Linked DNA regions of Hermetia illucens: region 2 is linked to region 1. A link is a contact called in public Hi-C data. All regions are on one chromosome and are shown on one strand. The core of a region is the stretch at or near the end of the contact, and the rest is flanking DNA. Distances in the headings are between cores, read along the strand shown. Region 1 holds the start of LOC119658948 (small G protein signaling modulator 3 homolog). Region 2 holds the start of LOC119659399 (protein spartin).

Region 1 (6,760 bases), core at 1,586-4,085:
GTGCACATGACAAAAAAACAATCAGACATCTTTTCTGATAGAAAAAGGTTCTAGTAATTCTAGGCTCGATACCATTGGGAGTGTACGGTCAAGTATTTATTTCGAAATTGCTGAGTAAACACCAGGTGGTTCCGATGCCTGCGGCGGTATACCCCTTATGTGGGGCATAAAACGTGACGACGAAGGGGCTGTTGACTTTCTACTCCACAAATTCCTATCCCTTATACTATATAATATAATATTACTAAGCCGCAGTTCAATAGACTTCTCGAATATGCCTAACGTGTTACCTGAATTTATTTATAATGGTCCACTATAACAATTGTAACGGAATCAAGTTCCTGCGATGTGACTATACATTTTAAGGGTAAAGAATGTCAAAATCATGATCCAAATAGGCCTCGATTGTGAGCATACGTCGATGCGATCGGACGTATGCAAGGTTTGCGTGTACAGATTGTGAAAAAGTCGAAAACTTGAGATAAGCAAGACGTTATTGGTCTATCATAACTCCAGAAAATTTTCCAGTTGCAGCAGATCCAACTCTAAGGCACAACAATTCACTGGGAAACCACTTATTTTATAACGAATGAAACTATAATAGTAAGTTTGACCAGTCTTTCATTCTTGGAGTCATGGCGGATTTTGCTAGGTATAGGATTTCTAACTCAAGGCTTGATTGCATTATTTATGCCACAGTTACACGTTTTTTACCCTTCATTGATGTGATTGTTGTCGGCTAACAGAAGTTCTACGTGATCAATTAGTAAGAGTTTTTTCCAAAAATTTACTGCTTACTTATCAGCTAGTCTGCCTCCTGTTTGTTCGCTTGTCTTTTGTAATGGTTTTTGTTGTTTTAGAAAACATCGACGGCTACACGCTAGGCAGGTAATGAACTGTTTATATTGGTTCGTCTAATAAACCACAACAAACGTTGCGTCGAAAAAAGCAACCAACCTCGGAGTACATAATGCAAGTTCAATAGGGTGAAAAATAGTCAAAATTCCAACTTACCTGCAGCTTTGGTTCTATCGTCAAAAAATGTCTTGCCACTTTCAAAATCGCCTCCCTGAGATCAACCAGAATCTCTGTCTGTCGAATGTTTTTGTTTTTTACATCGTCCTCCATTTCGTTGCCTCCAAACATGAGAGCTTGCAGCATGGATTTGTTCTTTTTCACCTGTCGTCTCACTAAATGTTGCTTGGGCAAGTTTGGATTTGATTCTGGATTCCCCACCAGAGCTCCGTGGTCGGCCATAAGATAAGCCAAGTGTCGACGTCGATGTGTCTCGATTACTGTGCGGCTTAGCGACCCTCCGACTTCAGAGGAGACTTGAAACAGAACTTCAACGTCATCAATTTCACCGGGAATGTCTGAGAGTGAGTTGAAGATCTGAGCAGAATTTTCAAGGACTTTGAGCGCGTCTTCTTTGATTTTCAGCATTCCAAGGGTAATTTGGAATAGGACGATTGAGCCATCATAGAAGAACCAGTCCCAAATTCTTTAAAAGAAAGAAATCATTAGTTTTGATTGAAAGTTGGATTCGGCTGAATTGAAGAACAGACCTTAATAGAATCTTCATGTGGACGACATTCGCGAAAATCGTCAGAAACCAGTGCAACGTGATCAGAGAGAGTTCGATGTCATGGCATTTAAGGGTATCATCAACTGAGGACAAGTAGTTCGCAATCAATGTTTGTAATACTCGCTGATCAGCCTGGATGCCCAGCAGGGTTGACGAGTAATATGAGGCCGGGAGCAGGTCCTCCACGATTGTGGCAAGCATCCAAAAGGCATTTTCCTCCTCCATGAACAGCAGTAGAGAGGCGGCAATCACACCTGTCCCCTGGCAGTAACCGATATCAGGAAAAAGCCAGGCAATACCACGTAGGATTCTTCGCAGGCGAGGGATTCCTGTCCCATTTGGACTGCTGAAGCAGGCATTCGTTGGCAGAATTCGCAACAGATCTTTCTCGATTTGTTTGGACGTCATCAAGGCATCATTGCTGGACGTTTTAACGACATCTTTGTAGGATATTTCCGAGTTGAGCTTTTTCTGTAGAGCACCCGATAAACGCATCCACATCTGCGGTCGCAGTGAGTGTGGAATTCCTTCACGGACCATGTTTCGTAGTTTCTCTGTACGGGGCAGTACAATGTCGATGTTCTCCCACGTCAGTTCACTTGCTTCCTTATTATGCGAGAATTCCAGGTGGGCGATCCACTGCAAGCGATGTGGTGGGTCCTCAATAAACGGAATGCCTAAAAGTTTCTTGGAATTTTGCTCGGGGCCATCCTCCTCTTCCACTCGGAAGCCGAATTCATCGAAACGGTAATCTGGCTGGTCATTTGGATCGTCCGACTCTGGCTGACCCAGTTTCGCCAAAATATCTTGTGGCCACATTGATGGTGTTAAAGCCGAGAACGGGCCACCGGGCGAAGGTCGCAAGCCATCAACGACGCTCAGTTCGTCCGTAGCTTCCGGGAAGTCGTTATCATCCTCTGATATCGCTGTCTCTAATTTGCGCTGTTGAACGTAACATTACCAGACAATCGATTAGGGGAGAAATACTTTTCATCGTGGGCGAGATATGAAGATTTTGGAGTACTTACGGCATGTTCCTCTTTGCCCACGTAGCCTTCGTGGTCGCGCGAGCCAAATAACTGCTTTGCCATCTCCATTACACTCGGCAGGACCCGTACGTGCAACTCCCCCACAAGCAATTTAAAGAAAATCTACGCTAAATAAATAAAATCTGTTGCCGTCTTGACATTTGCGGAGATTGTAGCTTGTGTTCCTGTTTTTTTCGTTTCTCTGCATAGGTGTCAGGTGAACGTCACTGATGTCAGAATTGGTAGTAGTCATATGGTCGATGACGTCATCGTTTTCGGAAACTTCTGTTTGTTTACAAATGAGTAATGACTAGAGACCGGTTTAAAATGTTGTTACATCATTACCACGACCTTCCATCAAAGCGGAGAAGAGGAATCACATATGAAAACTTATAATATTCTATCAAAAGTAGAGAAGAACGTAAAACTCTACATAAATCTTTACATCGGGCACCCCTAGTGGGCTTGCTGTACAGGAAAGTCATTTGTCAAAAGGCCATTGTCCGAAAATGTTTCGGATTGTCAGGGCATCCCAATAATAAGTGTCATAATCAAGTGTTTTGTACTATTCGGTACTGGGTTGTGCACACGAAAAAGTATCGTGTGCAGTTTGGCTTAATTTTGACGTATTATTCTGCTTCGAAACTGATTTTAACATATTCAGATAGAATATGTACTCTCGGCCTAGTGAATTATTCGCCGCGGAGTGAAATATTTGTAGTTCAATTTCGCCGGGGCTGAGAAGTGCAGTGGATATTCAACTCCAAAATTGTTCTCAGTAAGTTTTTTCTGAAGCAATTTATTGTTGAGTTAATTTCGGAGCAGTGCAAATAAGTCTTGTGATATTGTGTTGTACGTGTTAATCAAATTAACTGCGTATCAAGGAGTAGTAGCGCCGTTTCGAGGAATTATGAAATAGAGGAGGAAGTGAGTGGCGTAAACAACCCTTCTACTGTGTAAGTTAGTAGTTTTGAGGAAGTTAGGATTGGAGATAGTGCTAAGTCATAGCGAAGAAATGGGTCTACGCGACCGCCCTTGTGGCTAACGAGCGGGGGAGCGACTTTACCCGAAATCGCCAAATGATTGTATCATTTGATTTATCGGTTTGTCTGGCTAAAGTTGCCGCATGTCTGCATGCATGTATAAATATTGAATTACAAAAAATCTATTGTTTACCGTACGATGTGCAGGCTTTTGTGGGATTGTGAGGTTCAGTGTTAGATACCGCAGACATTTTTTTCTGCTTGCTCAGCACTACCCGGCGTTTGCTTTCGCGATTTCAATGATTACTTTACGTGAATAAACGTTTAGAAGGGTATAGCAGTGTTAGTGGAATATCTCATCAATAACATCGCTCCGTTTTTTGACAATGTGAGAAGCCTGGGTTTTCCCTGACTGCCTTGCGCCAAGTTTTTCAAGGGCAACATATTCGTTGACCGTCCTGAGATTAGGAAGGGCGGGGGGGCTAGTTCCAAAAATCACATTTACCGAAACGTCTTTTTTCAGGAAAGGCAAAAAATTGATTCCCAAGAATCCTGTGTATTAAATTAACCCGAAATTGTTTTAGACTATAGTTTGGATGTTCCAAAATTGTTGGTGAAAATTGTTTGTTTTCAACCCTACAGAGGGGTTTTGCACCCCAATAAGTGTTGGATCATGAGAGTTTTGAGATCAAGGCTGCTGTTTTGTCCGAAAATCGAAGACACTATTATCAGGTTTGGCGGTTTAATTCGTGCATAGTTTAAATGTATTTACTAAAACCAGTCGTACGTTAAAGTATGGCATTCGATGTTCATCCTGCCGAGACAAAGAGGGAAATCTGATTTCCGACAGAATGGGCATATTGGAGCGATGGGTTGAGTATTTTGATGCTGAGTTGCTGAGTACAATCTATAAGATATTCTCCTATATCTTACTAGGCCGGATAGCCCTATACGCCCAGAACATCATTGGCCTATACCAAAGAGGCTTCAATCCAGACAATTCAGCAACAGATCAGACTTTCTCTCTGCGGCGAACAATGGAAAAACTGTTGGAATATGGACATCAGTTGCACCATCTTTTCATCAATTTTAAAGCCGCCTGTGACCGCATAGCCAGGGTAAAACTGTACACGGCCATGAGAGAATTCAGTATCCCAACGAAGTTGATAAGACTGACTAGGATGACCTTGACCAATGTGCGAGGCTAGATAAAAGCAACAGGATCACTCTCGAGATCATTCAACATTAACAACGGTCTACGACCAGGGGATGACCTATCATGCGTCCTCTTCAACCTGGCCCTGGAAAAAGTGATTCGCGATGCCGATGTAAATGCGAGAGCCACCATCCCCTTCAAATCCACCTAACTACTGGCCTACGTTGAAGATATCTACATCATGGGAAGAACAACCCGAGATGTCAGTCTACCTTCATCCAGATCGAGCAGGCGGCGCGAGATCTTGGGCTGCACATTAATGAAAACAAGACGAAGTATATGGTCGCAACGGTAGCGCCAAAGCCAAAAGCACGAACAACATAGAATCGCACTGGTCAAACGAAAACAATGAAGATGTGGCGCAGCGGGGTTGGGGTTTAACTTTCTGGAGAAGAAGCTCAACGGCTGCCAGACTTGATTCACCTTTTGGTGAAGAGCAGCACCTACTGCCATATCAGAGGCATCAACAAAAACGAGGAAATGCAGCACCAGCCAGTTGTCGGGATTTATCAAACGCGCGGACAGCCTCTTCAGACGACACAATCTCTCGTGTGTTCTTTTTTTTTTGGGCCAGACGAGCACGTTTTCAAAACGGACTTGTGTTGGGCGGTCTTGTGCAGGAAACGACAATAGAAGTTTAGCATGCCCAAGAACCTCCGCAAATCCTTCACAGTTTTCGGGCGCGGAAAGCTGGTAATTGAGGAAGAAGCGACCAAAACATCATCCAAATATACGAAACAGAAGTCGAGGTTTCGCAAGAACGAGTGAATTAACCTTTGAAAGGTTTGCGCCGCATTGTACAACCCGAAAGTCATCTGTGTGAACTCGAAGAGTCCAAAGGGTGTGCATATTGCCGTCTTTGAAATGTCTTCTGGATTTGGTGATACGCCTTGGTTAAATCCAAGGTCGAAAAGATGCGCCAGTTTGCGAGATGATGCGCAAAGTCGTGTATGAGTGAAATAGGATATCGGTCTGGAACAGTCTGTGCGTTTAGCCTTCTGTAATCTCCACGGGGGCGCCATTCATCATTTGGCTTAGGGACCATATGGAGTGAGGAAGACGCAGATACTCTGTTGCATAAGATGTTCGAATTCTTTTCTTGCAATAGCCAGCTTCTGGGGTGGTAGGAGACGCACCTTTGAGAAAGTAGGGAAACCAGTAGTGTTAATGTGATGCTGCATATTGTGCTTCACTGGCTAAGGGAGACTACATTCCGGGCTGAACTTTTGGAGAAGTGCCCGAACACGGAGAGTCAGTAATGTCCTCCAAAAGTACGGAAAGTTTGTTGTTAGGAAGAGATGAGATTTGGCCTGACGAATTAAGGTTGGTTGTGGAGTCTATAAGGAACCTGTTCTGCAAGTCCACCAGCAACCCATATTGACACAAGAAGTCTGCGGCTAAAATGGGGAAGTTGGCATCCGCCAGGATGAATCGACACGGGAACGTTCTACGCAAGCCAAGACTCACGTCCACTTGTCTGTGCTCTTAGGTGTTAATGTGCGAGGAATTTTCCGCCGCAAGTTTCAAAGGTTGAAAAAATAGCTGGTGATGCCGGGGCACGGGGAGAACCGAAACCTCCGCACCAGTATCTACTGAGAGAGTCATAAATTTTCGTTTTGAGAATGAGTCATAAATTGTTAGGAGACGTGGCGAAGCCTTCTGGGTGGCCGTCGCCAGTATCCCCCGCGGACCTAGTTTTTTGAGGTAGGCGCAAATTTACACGGGATCGTACATCTGGTGGCTTTTTCGACCAAATCCAGGCCTACTCCGCCACGGAGAACACCGGTGGTGGCAACTGTCAATCGAATTAACAACATTCGAAATAAATTTCGAGTGTTGTTAACCCCGCTGCGGCACAAAGATAGGAGACTACAACTGTGAGACCGTTGATAATTTCTCCTATCTAGGGTCGAAAATCACAACCGATAACAGCTATGACGATGAAATC
Region 2 (6,760 bases), core at 1,679-4,178, 130 kb after region 1:
CCACACCTACGCGCCAGTTCCCTGAAAAACACTTCAGATCCCTGCACTCCTTCTCTACAGTTCTGCGCCAAGCCCCCTTGGGGCGACCTGCCCATCGGCCATCTTGGGAGAGTGGACTCCACTGCATGACCTAGCCAGTAATGTAATTGTGGGTCCTCCTTAAGGGGGTCATCCCGTGTGAAGGCCGTTTTTTTTGCTTTTTTAGAATTTTTTTTTGTGACGAACTGGACAAAGATACAAATACCAATTTTTCACCATATATTTATTAATATCTTGAGCATGCGTAATAATTTTTACAGCCCGCCAGCGTAGTTCATTATTGGAATACAGAGCAATTTATACACCCATCTCCAAAAACAGGTTTTTTCTGCTGCCAAGCCAGAGGGCGCTGCGAGCATCTTAAAGAAAAAAATAAACGGCGTTTTAACGTGCAGACTTAACTACAGTCCGCAAACTAGGATTATTAAAAAATATTAAAAGCTAAATTTTTGGCGCAGTGTTAAACTTGTTTTTGTGATTTTTGGAGTTTTTTAAGACTTCTTTAATGAATAAAAAAAAACTACAGAATGAATCGCAATTATCCTAGTTTGCGGACTGTAGAAATATGTTCTGAATATCTCGTGAAAATTTCAAAGAATTTCGTTGGATAGATTTTGGATTATGTTGGCAGCAGATTTTCAACTTGCAGTTTCGAGAAAAACGCATTTAAAAAGTAGAATATGATTTTTAGCTATAAAATCTTAACTGATCATTAATCTGCTATACCTAGTCCATAAACCTTAGGTTACTTCAAGAAACATATTTACAGTTTTGGCTTCAATTCTTGTCCTTTTAGTGAAGTCATTCGGACCAATAAATACGCGCTTTATTACGGCGATCGTCATAAATCTGGTATGTGACTTATTACGTGTTTAACCTAATATCGAAAAATCGCTTTGTCCATATATTCTACTATATGTCTAGATCCAATTGATGCAAAAAAAAATCAATTCCGCGGATCTGACACCCGAGGTGACCCCCTTAATATGTGACCTATCCACTGCTACTTCCGGCTTCCAAATACTAATATTTGCGAAATAAAACTTTACTAGCGACGAAAACGGAGTCTAAGCACAACATAAATACGATCCGGGTGAAATTTGATGAACAGGCGGGAGCTATGAAATCCCACGCATACAGTGACTGATCTAAATTTACGTGAATTTTAAAAAGGAGCTCCCTATACATGCAAAGGGGTGATGTAAGATTTTTTTCACTGGATATAGTCATGTGGGGTATCAAATGAAAAGACTCGATTAGTACTTTCTAAAATAATATTAGTTTTGACGTTGTTTGTAATGTGCGTGAGTAAGAAGTCAAAAGGTGCACATTAAAAGTGAAACAGGGCTCACTTTCGGAAACTACCCAATCCAAAAATCTGAAAAAAAAATCATCATGGTGTGTTTATATGAAATCTAGACCTCAAAATATGTCCCATTTCTACATCTATTCAAATAAACTTACTAATAGTATATAACCAACTTTTAGAAATTGACTGAAAACCCCCTTAAGTTTATCCTAAGACCCCTATCATCGGGGTAGAGGACAGTATCGCGTATACGCGTGCCAAGTTTCGTGGAAATGAGGCTATTACTGTCAAAGTTATAGCAGTTTAAACTTATCAATTTCATGCAAATAAAATGCTGACGTCATAATTTTTGTATCTGTTGTTAGTTAACTTGCTAATAACATTAAATTCCTAGTGTGAAGCGTATGAGGTTGACTGTTATCAATACAATCCTTTCCAGATCAAATTGTTTGCGTAAATGGCTTTTTAAAAAATAGATTGCAATGGAATTTTTAACTGTTTACACACAGAACTGTCATACACTCATCATTCCTAACATAAGGAAACACAAAACCTTTTATACCTGATGCGTCTAGCAGTTACGATGTATATATATAGTACCTTTTTCTCGATGAATTGTCAAGAAATGGGCGAATTAAGCAAGGGGATGCTTAAATAGGGCAGAAGTCCAATAGCGCGGGTCTCACCGACACCGTCTGATATGTTATTTCCTCATGTGTGCGCATGGGTCTTAATTTTTTTTTTGTTGGCATGCGCGCGAATGAGCTGTTCTGGTTTCTCTATTTTAATTCATAACTAACCGCAATTTTTCCTCAAAGCTATGCATTTTAGTGAGTCCAAAACAATACGTTAAAAAAATTAAGCTGTGGGGATGACGTGAGGGAGATTGAATTATCCAACTTTTCGAATCCGACTAGTATGTTGACTTTCAGGGAAGCTACTCTTATGCTCGCTAACATACCCGAAATTCAAACCGAAACGGTGATTACTTTCCCCAGATTATGTTGAATGAAATAGCGGAACAAGTGAAGAATGTAGATTGTTTCGATTCTTGTTATCATTGAATTAAAGATATGTTTACATTGAAACGGCGATTGCAACGGATTTATATGTATATCCCAGGAACGTTTGTACGACGAGCCTGTTCGAATAAATTTCTGTGTTTTTTTTTTTGCTTCAAATGGTACATATAAAATATTTCCCAAAGTGACTTCCCATATGGTAGCTGCGTAATTTACTTTTTTTCTAAAAATTCTACAAACTCACTTTATACTGCATAATTTCCTCCATACGGATTTGTTATGCCAACGTGACGTCACAATAGGTTCGGCCGGGCTTGACTTTCCGGAGCGTTTTTATATGTTTAAATTAACGCACTTTGTAATCGATTTTTGCCATCAAAAAGTGATTCTACAAAATAGTACAATTAATAAGAAGCTGTATTCTATCTGGTCAACAAAAGAAAAAGAAAGTGCAAGCTACCAATTGCATAGCAAATGGTTTTATCAGCCACTGTAAATACTTGCACTTGCTTCAAAACAAACGTTATCAACAGCTGTATCGTGACGTCACCAGATTCATTGGGTAAATTCCTTAAGATGTCAAAACATCAAGTCCCGCAGGGTGCGAGGTGGTAGTCCAATTGACTGTTGTTTACGCTCGTTTCCTTCCGAGCGACCATTGCTGCCATTGATTCATAGCGCACGTTGCTCCGAACTGCTGTCCCGAATTTGGAGTGAAGTAAACGAAGGTAAATCAACATTAATTCCGTGAGTAATAGCCTGTGAAGTTTCCCTGCAGAAAAATAGATTCTGCACCGACATTAATTGAGTTTTGCTTTTTCCGCTGGCTTAAGCACGATATGATTACTGTTCCCAATTTAATGGCGGGTAGGGGAGTAGCTCTTATGGCTGTATTGCTCCTGCGAATCGTAATTAGATTCAGTTTGTTTATACCCGTGGCGCTGGGCTGCATCATTGGCATTTGACCCGTAAATGACTAATTTCGCAATTTGGAATTCAATTTCAATCTCGGCGCTTGAGTGTGCAGGAAGTAGAGTGGTGTGATATAGTGGCTATGAGTTTTTGGATACGTGTTCCCCAATGGGTTGGCATACAAAAACGCGTGAAGGAGCAAGTGCTGACCTCAGTATTCGAGAGCAAAGTTTCGGTGTCGGTGCCCACTTTCAGCACAAAGTCCAGATCTGTCGAATGGAACGGGCTCTTCATTAAGCGCTTTAAAAAGTCGTCAATTCTAGAGTTAACAGAAGCTTCTATTTCAATTAAGGAAGTGACCTTGATATTTCTCCCTTTGTTTAGGTTTGTCGTCAGAATCATAACAACGTCCCTCGCGTGCTTATCTGTCGGCGGTTGAGTACTAACCGGTCATTGCAACTCGGCTCCACGACGCAGTTGGCTAGTCCAATCGAATCAAGCGCTGTAGGTGAGATGATAGATCCAGGAGCTCTCATTTATCTGTAATCCAATTAATGCCACCTCGGATTCCACTGAAAAATGAGTCATTCCCCACAAAATTAGTTTCATCTTTGCGCACTGATAAGAATGTTTAGAAATTGATATCAAATGCGAGAAATAAGCCTCTGGCTTTGTGGTGTCTAGTCAGAAGCTGTTTGCTTACTTGTGGTTAATTGCACTTTCCGTTTTTTTCTTCCAGTGATTCCAAGCCAACTGAGCTTCCAAAATGTCCGCAGACGATGACTTCATATCAACATTCGATAAAATCAAATGCAAGCATGATGAGGCATTCCACTTGGTTGACGATGCCATCAAGCAAGAGGAGGAAGATCATCCTCATCACGCCCTAAACCTCTACAAAATGGCTGTCGAGGCAATTGACGAGACGCTTGCAATTCCCGTAAAGGTACCTGAGAACATGGAATTGGTGCGATCTGAGTGGGACAATGCATGCCGTATGATCCATAAAATTAAACGCGCCCGAGCAGAACTCGTTCAGAGGATCGGGGTTTTAAGCGAAAAACAAAACGCGGCTGGGAACGCCACTTCAGTCACAAGCTCGAACGCAAGCGCTACAAATGGGACTGACACACAGCAAAGCAGACCTCGAACTTACTCTGAGCTAGCCCAGGCGTTGCGAGACATGAAATGCACTGGCGAAGGAATTGAGTCATTAGAATTGTTGTTCTCGTGTGAGGGCGTTAAGCTCTACTACATAAAGCCAAATGGACTCGTTACAACTGCTCTGGTAACTTTCACTTCGTATATGATAGGAAATCGGCAAGACAAATTAGTTTTTCTCCTAATTTCAGGAAGACTCCGTCCTACGAATCGTACGCATGGAAAAAGACGAGAAGAAACTTCTGAGTGCAACGTTTTTCATACAAATTATCAAAACCTCTGAAGCCATCCGCATACAAAACGTTGAAAACATTCCCTCTCCCGTCACTCAAGAATCTGGAGCCGCGTCTACAGAGACTTCTGTATCCTTACCAAATGAGAGCAACGCTCAAAGTACAGAGATGCGCAAACTGAAGTCGGACAACTCATGGATATACCCACTCATTCCGGGCGTATCTCCATGTTTCCGCACCGAATTCGGTGCTTTCATTCTCCCTGATCTTGAAGCAACTGAAACCGGATCCTCATTTGGCATAGTGGTCCCAAAGGATTCCGGTGCTGATGAAATCGTCTTAGAAATTCTTGAACAAATACTGCACGGGGTCGTCATCCAGTCAGCCGAAGCCCCTTCCCCCGCCGACCTCAGCACTCAGGTGTCATCTAAAATCGTGCGAGGTGCCTGCTTTGTTTCACAGAATTTGGTTAAAGGCGCTGAGAAAGCAGGCCAATTGATGTCATCCTCCACTCCTTATTTGATATCGAAAATTCGACCAGCTACCCAGGATTCTCCAGTCTCCCCAAATGTTCAAAATTCCGTGGTGATTGCAAAGAATGTCAGCAGCACGGCCGTTGGAATAACGGGGTTCATTGTAGAAAAGGTGGGCTCAGCGACTATGGCACTAGGTCGGTTCCTAGCGCCACACATTCAGACTCACGGCTCGACTCTACTATCAAAAGGCTTCGGAATGGACGAGGCAACGGCTCAACAGAAGGTACGTTCCGAGAAAAAGTAGTTTGAGTTGTAGATGATTCCCTGGTCTAATATGTAACATATCCTGTTCTAACTGCATGATCGCAACAAGTTCGTACCAATAAATGTATTTACTCTAAGACTACGTAAGCCTTTTATCTCCCATAAAGCCTCCTCCTCTTGTTTGCCGACTTGGCATTTCAGATGTCCGACGTTCTTACAATCGCCGCGGGAGCCGTTGAAGGATTTGGAACTATTTACGCTGGCCTCGAACAATCGGCTTCGATTCTAGGAAAAAATTTAAGTGAAAACTCAGTAAAAATTATTGAACACAAGTACGTTCTCCGTTATGCAACTAAGTCGATGCAAAACTCTCACTTATTCAGTTGCTTTCAATCCATTTCAAACAGGTATGGCTCCTCAGCAGGTTCTTTGGCTTCCGAAACCTTCGACACGGTAGGAAATGTAATCAACTTAACACAAAACGTGAACAGCATCACGCCTAAAGGGATAGCAAAACGAACAGCGAAAAATGCCGGCCGAGCGATTGTAGAGGATTACAGGCCGCGGCTACAAAGTAACAATGTCGTGCCAGCTGGAGCCTTGTATCCTGATTTGTCGGGACTGCAGGCCAAGATTCAACAGTGATTTGTCATTATTCTCAGCTTAATAACGGAAGTGGATATCTTAATTTAATTTAGACTGAATTCATTGATATTATTTTTTCGCATGCAATTAACTCAAGTGTTGGATCTTTTGCATGCTTTCTCCCTGCTTTCCACACATTGTCGAATATTGTAAGCATTGTTTGCATTTGCACTGTAATCGTTGTGAAACTACCAAGCTATTGAAAATATATAAAAAAGTGTGTCTATTTAAAGTTAAACTGTGGGTGTAATAAAAGTGATTTATTTTTGGGAAACATGCTCAATTTTTCTCCAATTTCATTCCTACCTAGTTTCCACAATTGTTTACGCTCGCCTTTTCGGAATTTTTAAATATGCATATAACTCGGAGCTAGGAAAATCGGAAAATTTACAACTGATTTGAAAGATCCTAGTTCATGCCACCGCCAAACATTTATACATCAATATATTAAAAAATAAGTTCAATCGGTTCTAAATCGTATCAACCAATTAAACAAGTCGGAATGCCGGAAGCTCGCGCTTCAGGTATAAAGGTTTTGTGTTCATCTTATGTGAGAAACTTCTACGCACATTTTTTCATCCGTATATAGCTGCAAATCCAACATATTCCTTCATATTTTTCCAAATAGACATGGATATTATCCTGACCCGAAACAAACAAATTACCTATTACCGAATACTGTAGATACAAATGCACGTA

The links. A called contact is a pair of places that touch in the nucleus more often than the background predicts.
Region 2: a contact with region 1 is called in a Hi-C map of an unstated tissue, with 6 times the contacts expected there. The contact joins the promoter of LOC119659399 here to the promoter of LOC119658948 in region 1. A contact is called at or near these places in 2 of 2 Hi-C or Micro-C datasets (an unstated tissue and whole body).

Annotation. Positions count from the first base shown.
Region 1 is chr6:56,585,216-56,591,975 of iHerIll2.2.curated.20191125, forward strand. It overlaps LOC119658948 (small G protein signaling modulator 3 homolog), which reads right to left and starts at 2,836. Exons shown (of 4, transcript XM_038066820.1): 1 at 2,614-2,836; 2 at 1,566-2,527; 3 at 1,015-1,501. The coding sequence starts at 2,682. LOC119658947 (ATP-binding cassette sub-family B member 6, mitochondrial) reads left to right here and starts at 3,130. Exons shown (of 8, transcript XM_038066818.1): 1 at 3,130-3,540.
Region 2 is chr6:56,715,687-56,722,446 of iHerIll2.2.curated.20191125, forward strand. It overlaps LOC119659399 (protein spartin), which reads left to right and starts at 2,929. Exons shown (of 5, transcript XM_038067467.1): 1 at 2,929-3,117; 2 at 4,022-4,570; 3 at 4,635-5,435; 4 at 5,618-5,748; 5 at 5,824-6,337. The coding sequence starts at 4,049. The coding sequence ends at 6,061.